2 separate regions of the Gossypium arboreum genome follow, and region 1 is linked to region 2. The links are chromatin contacts, called in public Hi-C maps. All regions are on one chromosome and are shown on one strand. The core of a region is the stretch at or near the end of the contact, and the rest is flanking DNA. Distances in the headings are between cores, read along the strand shown. Region 1 holds the start of LOC128293134 (cytochrome c oxidase assembly protein COX11, mitochondrial-like). Region 2 has its middle 21 kb from the start of LOC128279903.

Region 1 (4,845 bases), core at 1,656-4,155, 530 kb before region 2:
GTGAAAGGAGACTGTAATAATAAAATAATTCCGAATGTTTCTTCTCCCTCTTCTCCCGGTATATGAAAATGGGATCCCAACCAATAGTTTTTATTCTCATGTGAATGATATTCTATTTTCACTATGAATTTAAATATCCCCTTCTATTATTCGGAAACCTTGAAAAAAGTATATGATAAAATCAGGTTGTTTATACCATCCATTCGGGCATCTGTTTCAAACTCAGGATCTATGTAGAAGAAAACCTACAAGAAAGTACAGGTTAGTTAACGATCACCAACAAGTTTTGCCTTTTCAACAATAAAAAGACTTATAGGCATGTCAATCTGTTCTCCAGGAAGAAGACGTTGCTCCTCAAAGCAAAAGAACTGGATTTTATTGAAATAAACAGCAACCTGAAGAGGAACACGAACAAGCAAGAAACCAAGTCAAAGTTTTAAGGCTTGTGATATGATAATGACAAACATTACCAGCAAGTTAATGTGTTCCAATGTAATCAATTTTTTCGCCCTAAAGGTTTTTTTGCTTCCACTTTCTAGTTTATCATCTCATAACAAGCTCATTGTATTTACCTAATGTTTCTTTGGTCATCCAATTTGTAGAAAAGGATAATCAAACTATGTAAAATAAAAAATAAAAAAAATTAGAGGATAAAGAAAGCCAAGTATTGGTACAAACATATGAAAACAACTGTGTGGTTCGAAAGTGAACTTTAACCTGCCTCACAGGCTCATCTTCAGGATTGGAATTCTATCTTAGCTATTGGATATTTTAGGCCTATCTTCCATAAATATTATTTCCTTTTTTGCTTGCAAAAGGAAAATTAAAACAAGAGTTGATTGTAATAATTTTATCTCAAACTTGAAGATACCCTCATCAAGAAATATTCTGATTAAATTAACAGTTGTAATACAGACTCTTCCTAGCTAAGACCATTAGAAAAACAATATTGCAGATTCTCCTATTGTAACACCTAGAAGCCCCAATGGCAAACTATAAATATAAAATAATAAGGTTAGGCATAGACTCATGCGGGTTCCACTGAAAAATTCTAGAAATAAATTTAGACACGGAGTGAGAAAGAGAAAAGGAAGTGTATGTCATGGAATCTATGACATGCACAAGAGGATAAATGAGTAGCAGAGCTCAGCAGACAATTTTCTCAATCCAAACTAGAAATGTAGTAACAAGGATATGACAAAGAATAAATTATTTGAACAATAATATTGAAAGGAAGACTACTAAATCATGTACATAATTCAAGCCTAAACAGCACAAGTCAAACCTAAGCTAGCAAGAAATGGTTAAAAAGCCTAACGGCTCACACAACCAAATAACGTTTGAGAGGTTGATAAAGATCTAAACAAACACTAATAACTTAACTTTAGAAATAACAAATTTCAAAGATCCAAATTTCATAATGGAGCATGAGTAAGTATCAGTACCTTCATTAGGGTGACGTTATAATAGAGACACCAGTTATGTTTTGAACTTCGATTTTCAGCAGTATAAAAAGCAAGAGCACTTTCTCCAGGCTTGACTCTCACCTAGCAGAAAAATAAAAAAAAATGAGAAAATAATTGATAAAAGAAGCACTCTACAGTGCCCCAAAATAACAGAGAAGTTAAGAACCTCTCTTTGAGTTGGAACAAATTTCCAGGGCATTCCATATGCCACATCAACATTGAATTGCACTACTATCTCCCTAAAAAGATAAGAGAAAATTTCTCAAAAAAAGGCATAGAAGTACAAGAAAGATCATATCGTTATGCAAGTCTAACATCTTCATAATAGCATCTTTAGAAATGCATGAATTGAATTGAACAAACTGGCTGATGTGAAATGATGAATGATACTAAAATTTACCACCTCATTCCTATTTGTTACCCTTTTGTAAAAAAGTCGCATTTATATATAAATAAAGAGTATAATCGGAAGGGAGTGATACCCTGCAATCTGTCTTATGACACCTTTTATGGTTTTACCTCATAAAACATCCCATTCCCTTCTTGATTTGTTTCAGAAATAACATACTAAGACCATTATTGGTTTAAGTTGTTTTCCCATCATACTCAAATGTTTCTTGTAACAAACAAGTTTCAACGTTTTCCCATCATTTTTCTAATAAGAAGAATGGTAACCGGTTTCTCATTGGGGGAATGACTTCATGCTCTAAAACACTTTAAAAACAATAACAATAATAATAAATAATCATAATTACAACTAACCAAATAAACATATACATATCTAAGCAGAAAATGTCAACAAGTAGAACTGAGAATGTTACAAGCAGAAGCAAACCACAGAACCAGGTTTAACATATAAAACAGTACAAAAACTAAGCATTGAAATAGAATCACAATAAAATTAACAGAAAGGACATTATGATGATAATCATGAAAAATATAGATGAAGATAAGCTCTTACATCCAAAGCCTAGAAAGCTCACCTTGTTACTACTGTCCCATCTTTTTCATGCTGAGCAATCTTTTCTTCAACACTCTAAAGAAAACAAGTATATGTTCTGGTTGAAAACCAATAGAAAAAAGAAAAGAAGAAAAGCATGAAAATAATAAAAGGATAGGATAAAAAATAGCACAAATGCCAATAACTTTTCCACAGCATATATATATATATATATATATATATAGCAGACTAAAGGCAAACAACAGTCTACCAGTTCCAAATTCAAAGGAGCAAAGCAGTGTTTTCACATAAAAGAAACATATGATATGGTACCCACTATCAAACTAATCAAAAGCATCGACTAATTTGCTAAAAAAGGACCAAATTTTGAGCATGAACGAGTCGAATAAAAGTAACCCACATCAGAACTAAGGACATAAAGCTTGAAATAAAATGATGAAATTAATAAAGAGAGCTTTATACCTTGGAAAGGGTATTAGCCAAAATTGAGGATGGAACCCCAAATTAGTATTTGTAGCGTCTTCTTCTCGGTTTCAGCCTTGGGGCTTCTGGGAAAGTTGGAAGCTTGAAAGCGTGGGTAGCTGAAAGAAAGGAGCCGCTTTAGCCTTCACAGGAAGCTAGATAAGAGCAAAGGGAAAAATAAAACTAAACAATAGGGTTTGTCAAAGGGTTGGTGAGGATAGAAGCATGAAAAAGAGAGAGATGGTTGGAAGGAAATGGGAAGAAGAATGAAAAAAAGAAGATGATTCAGACGTGACAATGAAAAAGAGGAGAAGGTTGGAAGGAAATGGGAAGAATGAAAAAAAGAAGTTGCTTCAGACGTGAGAACGAAAAAGAGGGAGAAGGGTAAAGTTGAAACTCACACACGCTGAATGGGTATTCCGTGGATAGAGTGCCGAATGGTAAACGACAGTTTTGCCTTGAATAAGGCTGTATAGAATATGGCTGTAATAGCCTATTACAACCAACTAAACAATGGAATAAGGATGGGCCACTGAATTCACCTGTAATGGTTTAGCATTACACTCAACCAAACATGCTGTAAGTGATAAGTAGTTATCTATCTATTTATTTTATTAAAAATTTTGAATTAACTCGAAATTTAATACGATAATCAAACACATAAAAATCAAATATTATAAATTTTCAATGAAATGGATATTTTCAAAAGTTTTTCAAACTCACCCTTAATAATCTCATAAATGATAAAATTATAAGTTAATATATGATACAATTTTACTTTTCTCTCAAAAAGAAAAAGTTTTATTTAACCCTTTAAAAGATGGTGTCAGAAATTAATAATAAAAAATATAATTTATCGAGCAAAAGAATTTCTGGAAATAAAATTTGAGGAATTTGTGTAGACTAAAATTTGACTCACTCAAGTGAAAAATAATTATTTTGAAGAAAATTGTAAAAATAGATATGTAAATTAGTTTGTAGTTATTATAGAAGTGTGCAGTTTTTTTGTTTTTAATAAATGTGGATTGTTTATTTTTAATTTTATATTTTAATTATATTTATTCGCTTTTATAATTTTACTAACTGAGTTGGTTGATTCAATTTGTGAAACAAACACAATGTATTTGTTTTGCAGTATAATTTGCAATGATAATAATATGTTAATATATTTTTACAACACCTATATAATTTTATTGTAGTAGAACAAGCTTTATTTCGTATTTCTTTTCATATATCACATTTATTTAGAGGTTGATACTCAACACAAATTCGGTAAATAAAATTACTTATAAATATTTTTAAATAAAGTAATAAATATTAATATAATAGTTTTTATCTCTTATTATTTTTATATAAAATATTTAGGAAAAACAACTAAAATTAAATGTTTACTGCCTGAACTTAAGACTAATGGAAGTTTATTCGTAATACTTTACCACTTCATTTATGATTTAAATTATTAAATAATTTTTGATAAATATATTTTAATATTAAACTGTTCTTTCCACGTCTGTCTCGAAATCTAGTAATATTTTATGTGAGTGAAAATTAATAATTTTAAAAGAAAAATAAATTTAAAAATTAGTTTTTTAAATAATAATTATATTTTGTGAAAAATTAAAGTGGTTTTTTAAGTGGTGATTATTTTAGCCTTACTTTTATTAAAACTTAAAAGTCATAAATGCCCTAATCATCATTTGCTACGGTAATTTTGATTTGGGTTTTCTATAATCTACATAATTAGGTTGTTATCTTTGACTTGTGATGTCAAATCTAATTAAATTATATAAACTAGATTATGACACATTAACTATGTGAGTGAAAAAAATCTAATAAATATATTTATTTAATGGTGATGTAGAAAACAAATAAAGCTTGATTAAAATGGTAAAATTAAAGGTTTAATATTTATTTAATTATAAATTTAAATTTCATTTGTGGATGAATTTTTATTGA
Region 2 (4,737 bases), core at 1,875-4,374:
GTTACAAAGCTAACAAACAAGATTAACTAACTTTACAATTTAGTCATTTTCATAGTCTAAGCTCAATATCTATCAATTTCAAGCCTATTTCATCAATTTATTAACATTGGCAACTCGCTAAAATTTCAACAATGTATCAAATTGATACTTGGACTAGCTAAATCAAGCTTCCATGATCATAAATCTATAAAATTACAAGAAAATGAGTTGAGTTTCTCACCTAATTGAATGGTCAAATGTCCAAGCTCAACCTTAAGTGATTTCTTCTTCCATGGGCGATGAATGAGAAAGATGATGATGACTTTCCATCTTTTTCCACTTCCTTTAGCTTTTATGTCATGTTTAACCTTAATTAATTAATTTAATTTTTTTATTTTACTTTAATTATCGTAAATTAGACTTAGTTGTAAACACCACCATTATCTTACCGTCCTATATTTCAAAATAGTTAAATAACTATTTTATCCCTTTGATTAATTACAATTTAGGTATTCGATTTTTTTTAATTAAAATTCAATAGTAATTAGATTTTTACAATTTAATTCCTGAGTTTTAATTAACTATTTTATTGATAAAATTACTTGACCATTCTTTAACATATTTTCATATTAACTTCATAAATATTCCTACTTTATATTTACGGATTTTATTTACAGAAATGAACTTTCGAAACTGCATTTTTCATTAGCATTTCGAAACTGCATTTTTCATTAGCATTGAAAACCGAGCCATCACACCTACAATCTAAGGCTCAATCTAGTCAACAAATTCTGAATTTAAGAATACATTTACGCGTAAGGAAAATTATAATACTCCTACAATAATATCTGTCCGAAGAAAACCCTACAAGATTTGGTAACTAAGGTTTCTTAACTAAAAGGGATGAAACTATAACTCCACAACTAACCTAAAATTCATAATATTTACAATCTAAATTAAAGGCCAAATTTATAATCTCAAACAAAATCTTGAAATCTAACTAAATATAAAAATCTTAAATTTAATTTAAAACCTGGTTTAAAAGAAATTTTGAATAAAATCCTAAAATTAAAACTAATGTAAAAATTCTAATATTCTAATTTAAAACCCTAATTTTAAAATCTTAAATAAAATTATAAAATTGTACTCAACATAAAAATCCTAAAATCCAATTAAAATTAAAAATCTAAACTTATGATCTAATCAATAAACTTGAAGTCTAAATCTAAAATCTAATCTGGAACATAAGAATTAAATTTTAAAATAAAAATCTAATTAAAACTTAAATTTAAAAATCAAAGATTTAATTTAAAAACTGAATTTTAAAAGTAACCTAACATTTGAAATTTGGGAAAAATCTAATTTAAATCTTACTGTTAAAAATCCTAATATCTAACATAATATAAAAACCCCTGAAAATCTAAATTAAAAATCAAAGCCCCTAAGAAGTCACATCTAGTCAAAATAAATTCAATACTAGGGTACAAAACCCTAGCTGCAAGTGTAATGCAGACTGGCCATCGGGCCGAAAGGAAACGGGCTTAAAATTGGGCTCTGAATGAAATTAGAATTGATTCTATTTTAAAAAAGGATGTTGGGTTGCAAGTTTAAAAATGTACTCCAAATTAAAAATTCTGATTTTTGATAAAATGTTCTCAAATTTAAAACCCGACTTTTTAAAATAAATGGACTTAGATTTTTAAAGTTAGCTTAATAGCATAATCCAAACCAAAAACTAAAATGGGCTCCCAACGGGCCAAATATGGGCTTTTAATGGGTTCGAAACCGAAACTGATTCGAAAGGGCTTCGAGTTTAACCAAAATGGGCTTTAATCTTAAAAAACAGGTTCAATTAGGCTTTATGGACCTAAAACAGATTTGAAATGCCTTAAACTCAAATTGTTGATTTTAAAAGTAAATACAAATCGAATTAATCCCAAGCTGGTTTGGCCTTAGATTTGGAAAACGAAAATTTAATCAATTTATACCAGCTTATTTAACAAATTCTAAATTCCAATTTAGTTTTTAGAAATTCATTAAATTGTTGATGTAGTCTTAAGAATCCAAATAAATTCAATCAAAAGCACATAAACTTCGAAATGCTAAAAAATGAACTTATTTAGAAAATATGACCCCTTTTATACCTTTTTTATCAAACCCAAATACAGGTGATAATAGGTCTAATTTACATGTTTATTGTGTTTAATTTTGATAAATTCTTGAATGAGATACTGCTAATTTTGAATTTATTTTTTATTTTTAATAGGAGTAAAATTAAGGTTAGAAAGTAAAAATGCAAAAATGTGGACTATCGTAAAAGTTTTGAGCCAAAGAATGAAGTTAATGTACAAGATCTATTTTAAGAACTTTTATTTTGGGATTTGTTTGTAAAGTTTTACTTTTAATTTTCATTAAAATAATATTTTAATTTTCTTTTTAGTATTTTTCATTAATATTTCGTTAGGATAATATTTTAGATAAAAAGTTTAACTAGGATTAGGCTTTTATATTGTTAATATATATTTATATATATGCGCTTGTAGGGTAGACTGATATGGGTGTTAAAAGCAGTTGTCAAAACGCTGCTCTTAATTGTGTTTCAACTTAAATAAAACAGTGTGTTTTGATTTTTTAGAAAAACGATGTGTTTCAATGTTTGGGTCTGTTAATGAAATGATGTGTTTCATTAGTTTTGTTTTTTGTGATACTTGTGTGTCGTGTCTGTTGCTACGGTCTCATTTCCTTTTCCATATTTCTGTTGTTTTGTTGAGGAGAGAAGCAAGCAGTAAATAAATCAGTTTTTTCTTCCTCTCTAGATTTCTCTCGTATTCTCTTTTCTGTGTGTTGTTGTCTAGCTTGTATCAAAGATATCAGAGCTCAGACGTCCTCCATGGCCGGCGAGGGTGTCAGAACAAGATCTCTGAATGATGCAACTCAAATTCAATAGGAGTTGGCTAAGCTCCAGCTGGAGGTTAATGAAACAGCAAGCTCGATGCTAAGATAAAGGACTTTAGGGATGATTTTAGATTGGAGATGAAGGAACTGTTTGAGCAGTATTTAGGCCACTCAACACAAGCCACGCCCACCGCTTCTGCAGTTGACAAGGGGAAGGGAGTGGTAGGAGGGCATCCACCTGGATTCCCACCCAAAGAGCATCTATCCCTTTCTCCTTTGGGTGAGCTGAGCAATATGTTGCGACCTAGTAGTTGGGAGACATCGCAGAAAGTTCCCAAACTTGAGTGCCCTTGATTTGACGGCTCAGATTTTCAAGGATGGTGGGCTAAACTTAAGCGGTATTTTGAAGCAGAAGGCACTCCAGACCACGCGAGAGTGTGAACAGTGATGCTTCGCCTTGAAGGAAAAGCGTTAGATTGGCATCACTTCTTCACTCAACTGCAAGGGGGTTCCATTTTTTGACATGGCCATCTTACGCTCACCACCTCAAAGAGCGCTTTGGGTCTAGCACCTATAAGGACCCCATGGCTGAACTGGTCAAACTCAAACAAAGAGGGACTGTGGATAGTTATCATGACACTTTCATCAGCCTCCTCAACCAGTTGCAACTACTTGAGAACTACGCTCTCAACATCTTCACTAGCAACCTCAAGGCAGAAATAGGTCAGTATCTCCAACTATTTAAGCCTACGTCCTTTGTTGAAGGGTTCCTAGTGGCTAGACAAGTCGGGATATATTAGCTGCATCCCCAAAAAAAAAGTTAACCTCCGGGATTAGGGACAAATCACAAAGGAGTTGCATTGTTTCCATCACCTGCTTCGCTGTCCAAGTTGCATTCTGCTCCCATTTCCCCTAAGGCAATGACACAGAACAGTAATTCAACTCACACTACTAGTTCGATCAGGAATAGATTTGTAAACCCGTAAACCGGCCCTAGACATTATAGTTGAATCTCGAAGATCACATTAAGCATTATAAAGGTATAATAGAAACATTTGGAAGTTAAAAGGTACGGTAAAAACATTTGGAAGTTTTTCTCTTTTAAAAATTGCCTTCGCAAAATGTCTTTGAGTCTTGTTTTAAGCAAAACTAAAATTTAGTTGATATCGTTTAATTTTAGAAAAACTAAAGTATTGAGAGTGTATTAAGAAAACATCGTAATTCAAGTAAAACATCATAGCGGACAAATTTCTATATCTAAAACTCATGTGTCGTTTTGAAAACATAGATTAACATACATCTTGTAAAATATCAGTTTCGTGAGCAGATTGTGTCGTGAAATGGAAACTTAGTATTGAATTTTTGAAAACATTGTTACTGACCTTTTTATTATTTTATATAAAATCCATCTTAAGTTGTTATTTTTGCAAATCCTTTAAATGATAGTTTTTAAAATATAAACTATACAGAAAAATCCCAATCTAAAATTCAAAGTCTAACAAAAAAAAAAAAGTCCAAGCCGAAAGTAAATAAACAAATCCTAGAATATCAAATACTGATAAATATAAGGTTTTTTTTTTTTAAAAAATGACCAAGAGCGCCTTTGTAGCCGAGCCCATCCTAACTTCGATTATCTGAAAAATCAGAATTTAAAGGGGTGAGCTTAAAAAGTCTAGTGTGGGTTACCAATAATAACAATAACAGAATTTAACTCATACCAACATTAATTTAAGCTTATCATAATATGTCAAATATTCATTCATAGAATCAGATATGGTAGAATGCACAACGATGATGTCAATGTAATGCTTTTTAGAAAACATTGTAGTTTTTTAGAAAACAAATCCTACTCTGTTACACACT

What was found. A called contact is a pair of places that touch in the nucleus more often than the background predicts.
Region 1: a Hi-C map of leaf shows a contact between it and region 2, with 2.1 times the contacts expected there. The contact joins the promoter of LOC128293134 here to the enhancer-like site in region 2. A contact is called at or near these places in 2 of 5 Hi-C or Micro-C datasets (both in leaf).

What each region holds. Positions count from the first base shown.
Region 1 is chr1:44,534,394-44,539,238 of ASM2569848v2, reverse strand. LOC128293134 (cytochrome c oxidase assembly protein COX11, mitochondrial-like) reads right to left here and starts at 2,905. Exons shown (of 5, transcript XM_053028646.1): 1 at 2,890-2,905; 2 at 2,450-2,502; 3 at 1,633-1,705; 4 at 1,446-1,547; 5 at 1-395. The coding sequence starts at 1,665. The coding sequence ends at 267.
Region 2 is chr1:44,001,333-44,006,069 of ASM2569848v2, reverse strand. No RefSeq gene overlaps it. Among protein-coding and RNA genes, the nearest start is that of LOC128279903, 21 kb to the left of the region's middle. Within about 2 kb of position 3,124, at least 2 of the 2 cell types and tissues checked have an H3K27ac peak or open chromatin away from gene starts, as enhancers often do. A contact at or near this core is called in leaf, where this site is marked.